2 separate regions of the Mus musculus genome follow, and region 2 is linked to region 1. A link is a contact called in public HiChIP or PLAC-seq data. All regions are on one chromosome and are shown on one strand. The core of a region is the stretch at or near the end of the contact, and the rest is flanking DNA. Distances in the headings are between cores, read along the strand shown. Region 1 overlaps Kcnab1 (potassium voltage-gated channel, shaker-related subfamily, beta member 1). Region 2 overlaps Kcnab1 (potassium voltage-gated channel, shaker-related subfamily, beta member 1).

Region 1 (4,210 bases), core at 636-3,135:
TAATGTTATCTGCTGAAGTTGTTTAGTTCTTCAGAGAGTGTTGATATATATATGTATATACTTTATACATGCATGAGTTTTTTTTGCCTACATGTATGTGTATCACGGGCATGACTGGAAGCCGCTGAGGTCAGAAGAGGGCATTGGAGCTTCTAGAATGGGGCTTACAGATGTTTGCGACTCACTTGTAGGGGTTATGGACTGAAACCTGGTTCTCTTTAAGAGCAGGAAGTGCTTTTAGCAGCTGAGCCATCTCTCCAGCTCCTGGAGTGCTTTGTGTGAACTCCACACGATTGTCTTATCTTCACTCAGCCATTTCCCTGTCTAGTGCTGGCTCAGCCAAAGGGATCTCACCAAAGACAGGACAGATGGAGCTGCTGGATCTTGGAATGATGGCCTCCAAAACTGTGCACTAAATAAAGCATTTTATCACTTCCAAAGAAGGTATTCCCATATCTAATATGCTGGAGGGTGGGAGAGCACAGTTTCAAACCTTTCCTAACACACCAAGTGCATAACAAATGCTTCTACCATTCATGTATCCATTCATTTTCCCAAGATGCTGTTAAATTCTGAGAAGTGAGAAATATGTAAACCTTTACCTTGTGTTTGAGGAAAAACTTGTCCTCAAGGGGTTCACAGGTCAGATCAGGGAGCACAAATAGCTTCAACTAAGGATAGACTTAATTACCATCAGTTATTAAGCCAAGGCTTTGCATGTCCCTGGAGCTGGGTCCCAGTGCCTACACCTGGAGTCTACAGAGGACTCTCAGGAGAAGTGTGAAGAAAGACAATGCTATAAATAGGAAATCTGAAGATAGATGTTATTTACCTGATTTACTGGCTCCACCATTAACCATCTGTATGGCCCATGAATGAGTCATTAATATCTTAGGGTTTTTTTTTTCTGTAAAGTATTCCTAAGGCAACAAAGTAGCAGACAGACTGTAGACCTGAGTTGTGTTTTGTTTAGGTTACACAGATGGGGGTTCTCCTTTGCATTTTTATCTAAACTACAACAAAGCAAAGGTATATTAAAATCTAAGAGTATTCACATAAAATGCAGCAGATGCCTTTGTGTGCTTACTGTGTGACACACTATTTTTAGGCTCTGGGGTTATATTAAATAAAAACGATATAAAAATGCCATATAGAGTTGATTAACATTCTTGTAGATTCCTAGATTTTTCTTGAAAAATTGGAAGCTCTGACAGCTTGGGGTCCACATTTCAACAAAGTGACAATGCTGGAAGAGCTGCTTGCTTCAGGCTGGCAGTTGAAACTTTTGTCTATAGGTCATCTGGTCCATGACAGACATTCACATTATCTGCCTGGGCCCTGTGGATATCAGAGTGTGCACTATTCGGACTGGGTGTCTTGTCAATCATCCAGTCCATTTCAGACCCAAGTTCTCAAGATCCTTGATTCTGAAAGTATATGCAAGGCTGGGGATATAGTGCTACCTGGGACTTGCCTTGAATGCACTGATTTTTTTTTTTCAGGGCCTGTGCAATAGATCAGTGAACTAATCAATGAGTGATACAATCAATGCCTGGAAGAACCTGCAACATAAAATAAATGCTGACTATTTTCAGCTGTGTTACAAAACCACTACCTGTGGGTGTATCTGCAAGGGGAACGGCTTCTGCTCTCTCTTTCAGCTCACCATCTCTCAGGGGACCAGATTCTTCCAGAAAACACTGAGCACAGCCTTGAGTTTCCTTGTCTTCCTTCTTTTTCTGCTCTCTGTAACTGCTCTCCCAGTAGCCTTTTCATTCTTCGGATACAGATTAGCTTTGTAAATAACCAGGGCAACCAATGTCTTAGGTATCTTAAATATTTAATTCCCTATGTGAAACATTAGTTGTGCAATCGGAAGGAATTTGCATGTGGTTTTAATGGGATTCTAGAATTTCTTGTTTTTGTGCTGCTGTCTATTACTAGATCCATCATGACTCCCAGAGAATCCCAGAAGGCCCTTGGTGCAGTTGGTGGTTGAAGATATCAGCTCTGATGGGAAGTGGCTTTGTGAAAAATGAGAGGCTAGTAAATACTAAAATGTCGTGTGTGTGTGTGTGTGTGTGTGTGTGTGTATGTGGCTGGGCAAGTCACCTGTCTTGTGGCTGTTGCTTCTCTGTCTTTCTTTTTCTCTTTCTTCCTCTCCCCTTAGGTGAGCCTGCAAGTGACTCATCTTTTTGAGTCATTTCCTTTAAAAGTGGCAAGGTTAATGGCATTGTGATGGTAAAGAAAGAAAACAGAACAGAGAACTGTAGCCACACATACTAATGGATACACACACTCTTAACACCCACAGTGCACACACAGCAATCCATTACTCAAGTGAAAGGCAATTAAAAGGATGTTTTTCCATGTAAAATTTATTTTAATCTAAAGGCTGAGGCATAGTAGCCAAGTTTCGCCTTGGAGCAACATTTCATAACCAAGTTATAAATGCTTGAAAATAGCAAGCCACAATGGAAACCCTGTCACACTCTTAATTATCTTGTCAGCAGATGCAATGTTAAAATGTACATATAAATGTTCCTTTTACAATCCTATGGAAGGACACATGCTCCACTATGTTCATAGCAGCCTTATTTATAATAGCCAGAAGCTGGAAGGAACCCAGATGCCCCTCAACAGAGGAATGGATACAGAAGATGTGGTACATCTACACAATGGAGTACTACTCAGCTATTAAAAAGAATGAATTTATGAAATTCCTGGCCAAATGGATGGACCTGGAGGGCATCATCCTGAGTGAGGTAACACATTCACAAAGGAACTCACACAATATGTACTCACTGATAAGTGGATATTAGCCCAAAACCTAAGATACCCAAGATATAAGATACAATTTCCTAAACACATGAAACTCAAGAAAAATGAAGACTGAAGTGTGAACACTATGCCCCTCCTTAGAAGTGGGAGCAAAACACCCTTGGAAGGAGTTACAGAGACAAAGTTTGGAGTTGAGATAAAAGGATGGACCATGTAGACACTACCATATCCGGGGATCCATCCCATAATCAGCTTCCAAATGCTGACACCATTGCATACACTAGCAAGATTATGCTGAAAGGACCCTGATATAGCTGTCTCTTGTCAGAGTATGCCTGGGCCTAGCAAACATAGAAGTGGATGCTCACAGTCGGCTATTGGATGGATCACATGGCCCCCAATGAAGGAGCTAGAGAAAGTACCAAAGAAGCTAAAGGGATCTGCAACCCTATAGGTGGAACAACATTATGAACTAACCAGTATCCCGGAGCTCTTGACTCTAGCTGCATATGCATCAAAAGATGGCCTAGTCGGCCATCACTGGAAAGAGAGGCCCATTGGACACGCAAACTTTATATGCCCCAGTACAGGGGAACGCCAGGGCCATAAAAGGGGAGTGGGTGGGTAGGGGAGAGGGGGTGGGTGGCTATGGGGGACTTTTGGTATAGCATTGCAGATGTAAATGAGCGAAATACCTAATAAAAAATGGAAAAAAAAAAAAAAAAAAAAAAAAAAAAAAAAAAAGAATTAACTTCTAACATCTGACCTACCTTTTGCAAACTCTGAGAGGAATAATTATTCTAGGTTCCAGAGCAAAATGGGTTCTTTTCAGTCAAGAGTCTAGAAATATTAATATCTTCCTGCAGCTGAAACCATACCCAGTGCTTGGAGAGTGGTAAAAATAATCATGTCAACAGCTGACCTGTGCTGAGGCGAGCTATGCTCTGGGCTTTGTTCCAGCTGTTTCTCGTCTTAGCACATGTAACCATCAAAACTTGACCCTGAGAGGTGCTCCGTGCAGACTGTCCTGCACTTCCCTCTGCATCTCCTCTCTCCGTCTCCCTGATCTGTGCTCTGGGTGCTCACTTCTTCGGACCTTACCTTCAGGCTCCCAAAGGAGAAAGCTAAGGGTTTCTTAGGATCTCACAGTAGGATGAGAAGAGAGGCTTGGTAGTACTGTTCTTCCAGTTTAATTTCTTAGGATTCTAGGCTGTATGTCATTTCACAGCTCTATGCTTTAACCCAGTTGGACAGCCACTGGATTCTCTTTAGCTTCCGGGCCTTGCTTCCCCTCCTCATGCTGAAGATATGGGGGTTCCTTGCTATCCCCAGCGTGTTCACCAACTTTCCTGGAGTGCCTGTAGCTCTCTGTGCACTCAGCCCATTGATGGCCTCTTAAACTCCTCCTCTTACTTGAGTGTGCCATTTA
Region 2 (4,210 bases), core at 1,128-3,627, 160 kb before region 1:
AAGCAAGAGTCAACCCAACACCAGAGCCATCCCATTTTTGAACTCTCAGTGCCTACAGATCCCCAAAATAGAAGCACGCTCAGCTGGTAGCACAGTCTCCACTGTTTCTGCTGGTGCCCGCAGAATCCTGCTCCCAGGCATCCCAGAAGCACCTGCCAAATGCTGGCACTGGCAGGAGACCTCCTGTGGTCCCGACATAAGAAACAGAGGAGTCATCTGGCAGCTTGGTCCCTCATAAAAATATCCCACTTGGTGGTGTTCAACGAGAGTCAGCACCACCTATTTCCATCTATTGTGCTGGAACAATTCAGTTGTGCCCAGAGGCTTCAGACTGTTTTAACAGAAAATACTAGTTTCCCAGTTGATCTTGGAAGAGAAGAAAGAATCTATATGTGTATTCAGATATCTCTAAGTTCAGTGTTGCAGTTATTGTGGTCCATAAGAGAATGTCCTAGGACTGAGTAATGTTTGTCATAGGACTAAGGTATAGGGAGACACTACAAAATATTTTTCCTGTTCCTAAGGCTGGGTTGTGGAATGGTGCACTGAAGACATCCTAAGAATATCCTCACTTCCACTTCCCCAGCAGACTCACCAAGATTGAGGAGACTAAAATGTTCTCCTATAACCCACCCAGTACGATGATCAGTGTAAGAAGCAGTTGGGCTGCCAGAGATTGGAGTAGGGAAGTCAATGCAGTTAGCATTTGGTTCATCAGTGAGCCAGATATGGACGCCATTGTTAGCTAGTATTTGATGTAAACCAAAGTTGTTTTATTTGCGTGCACAGCCTCCAAGGAATCATGATGCATGCTAGCTATGGCACATGCTCCAAATGAACAGACATGGGGTAGTACTGGAATCGTCTTCATTACTCCTTGTTTGTCTGTTGTTACGTGTGACCTTAAATATTGGGAGCCTATCTTAGTTACATAGTGGCCATCAATGAATAACGATTCAAATGGTTGTCCCTTACAGTAGGAGTTGCAATCACTATGTTCCTCTCCTCTGCTTTAGCCAATTCGGTATTGAGCAAGATACCTTGGACTGAGAAAATCTCCTGAGAAGAGGGCATGCAGAAAGGAGCAAGGCCGAACAACTTCGACTTTCCTTTCTTGGATTCATTACAAACAACATAGATGTGGATGCTCAAGTCCTCTGATGGTCCTTAAAAATAGGCAGGTCTTTGAAAAGGAATAACCAAAGTAAGAAGAAGCTCCAAGAATATTTGGAGCAATTACTATTGACTGGGTAAGCCTCAGCTCTACTGTAACTGGCCTGGGGGAGGCGGGCAGCTAGCTTGGTGTGTTCATATTCCATGTCTTCTGCCTTTGCTGGTGGAAGCTGGACACCCACGTTCATTCCAGGAGACCAGGGCTCCATATCGATTCTAAAATACACTAGTTATGTTATGTGACATGTGCTTGCTGATCCGGCCTAATAGAACATCAATTATGTGTTCTAACATAACAAGCCATGTTCAGACTGCCAAGTCGATGCTCAGGCCCAAAGGAAATCTCTAAAGTTACTCGTTACCTTCAGCAAGGTCTCTCTGTCGCTTACAGTCTTCAGAATAGGCTCTGAAGTGCCCTCTTAGAAAAGTTGTTAATTTCTTGGCATCATTAAGAAATCACAACTTTCATGAATATCAGTGTAGGGCGGAGGAAGAACATGCCTGCTGATATATGTACAAGAAGAGCAGTCCCTCCTTGCCAATGCCACAGCAATGTTTGAGCACACCCTCTTGCTTCCACCAATGATGCCATGTGAGAGCTAAAAACTTGTTCTGACTTACTTCCCAGCAGCATAGACCTCAGCTGTGTCGAAGAGATTAACTCCACTTTCGTAGGCAATTGTCATCAGCCGTTCAGCAACCTGCAAGAGGATGCAAGGGTCAGTCAGAAATGCCAGGCATTCTTCCTAGCTGGGAAGCAATGTTAAATCCTTTATCCACCGTTCACTCTGAGATCCTATGAACCACTTGTGTTTTTCTCAGCTGTAGTGAGTGACAAGAGAAAGAGAAGTATAAGGCAGGTGATTCTCCTACCCTCAGACACTGGGTAGGCTGTAATCTCACTCTTGGAGGGGTGTGTTTTGTTGCCCACGGAGCACTGAGGGGTTCAGATCTGTGTTTTCCACCCTGCTGGGAAGACCTTGTATGAGAACACCCTCCGTGACATCTAATCTTGCTGACAAAGAGGGTCATCTGTATCAAAGCTGACTCCAACCCTCAAGCCCTTTCTGCAAGTCAATAGCTTCTGGCAGTTGGATGACTCCTGACCTAAAAGCTTGTGACTTTGCTCAAGGCCTGGCCAACTGTGCTGATGAATCACAGGCCAGACAATCATGACTGTTGTTAAAGCTCCTGCCACCCACAGTTCAGTGGAACAATAAGCATCATCTTGGTGCTGCTGCTGAGTCAACACAGGGGAGGGAGCAAGCTCCTCTGGACTCAGGCCGGAATGGGTCAGGGCTCCGTGTTCCATCCTCCTTGCTGCTCAGGGCAAGTAAGAGCGTGCCAGGAGAGGAGAGGGCTACCTGCAACAATCAGCCTAAGGTGGAGCTGTAGGAGGATGCTGGAAAACGGCAGTGGAGGAATCTTTCTCCACTTTGCTGATTAATTTGCTAGATGTTTGAACATTTTTTTTCCACTTCTCACATAATAACAATTGATTTTCCATTATGTTCTTTGGTGGTGGACTAAAGTTGCTTCACCAGCGTTTCTAATATAGACTGTTTCTGGTGTTTTAAAAATTAGCCTCTCAAGACCATGGGTAGGCTAGTGTGCATATCCACTAGCATTACCCACAAGGAAGCAGTTACTGATTTTTAATTTGATAAGATTAAGACATTATTTTAAAGCAAAGTTGAAAAGTAAAGCAAATATAGGTTTCCTCATTCTGACTGTCCTGTTTTAGATGACGGCAAAAAATTATTGTGGTATGTCTTACAGCATATTGGTGGGTTATTTATTAGGAAATGTAACAATTACATCTTAGCTACAGAGAAGTTTTGAAATGGAGTACCTGAGAATAGACACCCTTCCCAGTCACAGGGTCTGAAGACCTTATGTGGAATAATGGGAAAAACATTGAAGTCTAAAGACTGGATTTAGGCCTTGATATAGTTTTAATCTGAAATGTCTTTCAAGTCCCCTGCATTTGGTCCCTGATCTATAGCATCTTTTGGAGATGGAAGACTCCTTAGGAGGTGTGGCCTAGTGGTAGAAAGCTAAGTCACTAGGCTCCTGCCTGTCTTTACTTCCTGGAGCTTGCAGTTCTCCAGCACGAAGAACATTATGGCCATTTTTACCTGCTTGGAGCTGAGAACTCCTGGAAGACCAAGAGAAAGCTGAAAGATCAGGGAAGTAAACTCATTGTTATTGGCTTACAGTTTTAGCCCCCAGAAAAGAGGTGAGATTGAGCCATTCAGTTGTGAGTGTGATTGGGTTTGGCTAGTCGTCCTTGTTCCTCCTTGTGGACAGCTCTGCAGGACCCTTCCCACAGCTGCTCTCCAGAAGGACTCTAGCTGTTGGATGTACGTCTGTGTTAGTGTCTCTGCAAATGTTCATGACAACTTTATTGTGCAATTTTGAGAGCTGGAATTTTGAAATGGCTCATCACAGAGGTCAGTCCTGCATGTCCAGACATGAGATCCCTACAGCAGAGGACAGACAGTATGAAGGGGAGATCAGAGACTTGTGGTGAGTAGGGGTGGAGACTAGATTTGCCCACAAGGCTAGCCACCATTGCCTTTTTCCTTCTACGCAGTGCACTAGGCACTGGCAGGTTGCATGCAGGCTGGAGACTCTGGCTGTGAACTTCCTTCCTTCCTATGTTGCTGCTTACTTCCAGCCTAACAGTGTCTGTGGCCTTTGCTGTACTCCCTGTGACTGTGCCTTTGTGTTACCCCCATACATCCCTACCTGATGCCAGTCATACGGTCTCTTGATGTGCACCTGGGTCCTCCTGTGGGGAGAAAGGACTTCTTCCTTCTTAGCTACTGGGAGTGTGGCTGTTGAAAGACTTTTTGCTGCCAGCCCCCTAAAACTCTGCTTGGCTGGAGTCACCCAAGATCTGCTAAGCTAGCCTTACCTAATGACTGGGCAGCACAGTTATACACACACACACACACACACACACACACACACACACCCAAGAAGAAAAAAAATGTTAGGAAGGAAAGACAATCCCTACTGCACATTGTCTTCA

What was found. HiChIP or PLAC-seq counts read pairs in DNA pulled down with a chosen protein or histone mark.
Region 2: a CTCF HiChIP or PLAC-seq map of the NIH/3T3 cell line shows a contact between it and region 1, with 10 read pairs. The contact joins two enhancer-like sites. A contact is called at or near these places in 1 of 15 datasets of contacts at CTCF or cohesin (the NIH/3T3 cell line), 1 of 484 Hi-C or Micro-C datasets (embryonic fibroblasts), 1 of 115 datasets of contacts at active chromatin or transcription factors (pancreatic cancer cells) and 3 of 9 other capture datasets (adipose tissue, embryonic stem cells and liver).

Annotation. Positions count from the first base shown.
Region 1 is chr3:65,136,631-65,140,840 of GRCm38.p6, reverse strand. All of the region lies in intron 1 of Kcnab1 (potassium voltage-gated channel, shaker-related subfamily, beta member 1), which reads right to left. All of the region lies in intron 3 of A330015K06Rik (RIKEN cDNA A330015K06 gene), which reads left to right. Among named protein-coding and RNA genes, the nearest start is that of Kcnab1, 30 kb to the right of the region's middle. Within about 2 kb of position 1,885, at least 31 of the 459 cell types and tissues checked have an H3K27ac peak or open chromatin away from gene starts, as enhancers often do. A contact at or near this core is called in the NIH/3T3 cell line and pancreatic cancer cells, where this site is marked.
Region 2 is chr3:65,295,333-65,299,542 of GRCm38.p6, reverse strand. It overlaps Kcnab1 (potassium voltage-gated channel, shaker-related subfamily, beta member 1), which reads right to left. Exons shown (of 14, transcript NM_010597.5): 4 at 1,795-1,874. A330015K06Rik (RIKEN cDNA A330015K06 gene) reads left to right here. Exons shown (of 5, transcript NR_126080.1): 2 at 1,017-1,250. Among named protein-coding and RNA genes, the nearest start is that of A330015K06Rik, 5.2 kb to the left of the region's middle. Within about 2 kb of position 2,377, at least 43 of the 459 cell types and tissues checked have an H3K27ac peak or open chromatin away from gene starts, as enhancers often do. A contact at or near this core is called in the NIH/3T3 cell line and pancreatic cancer cells, where this site is marked.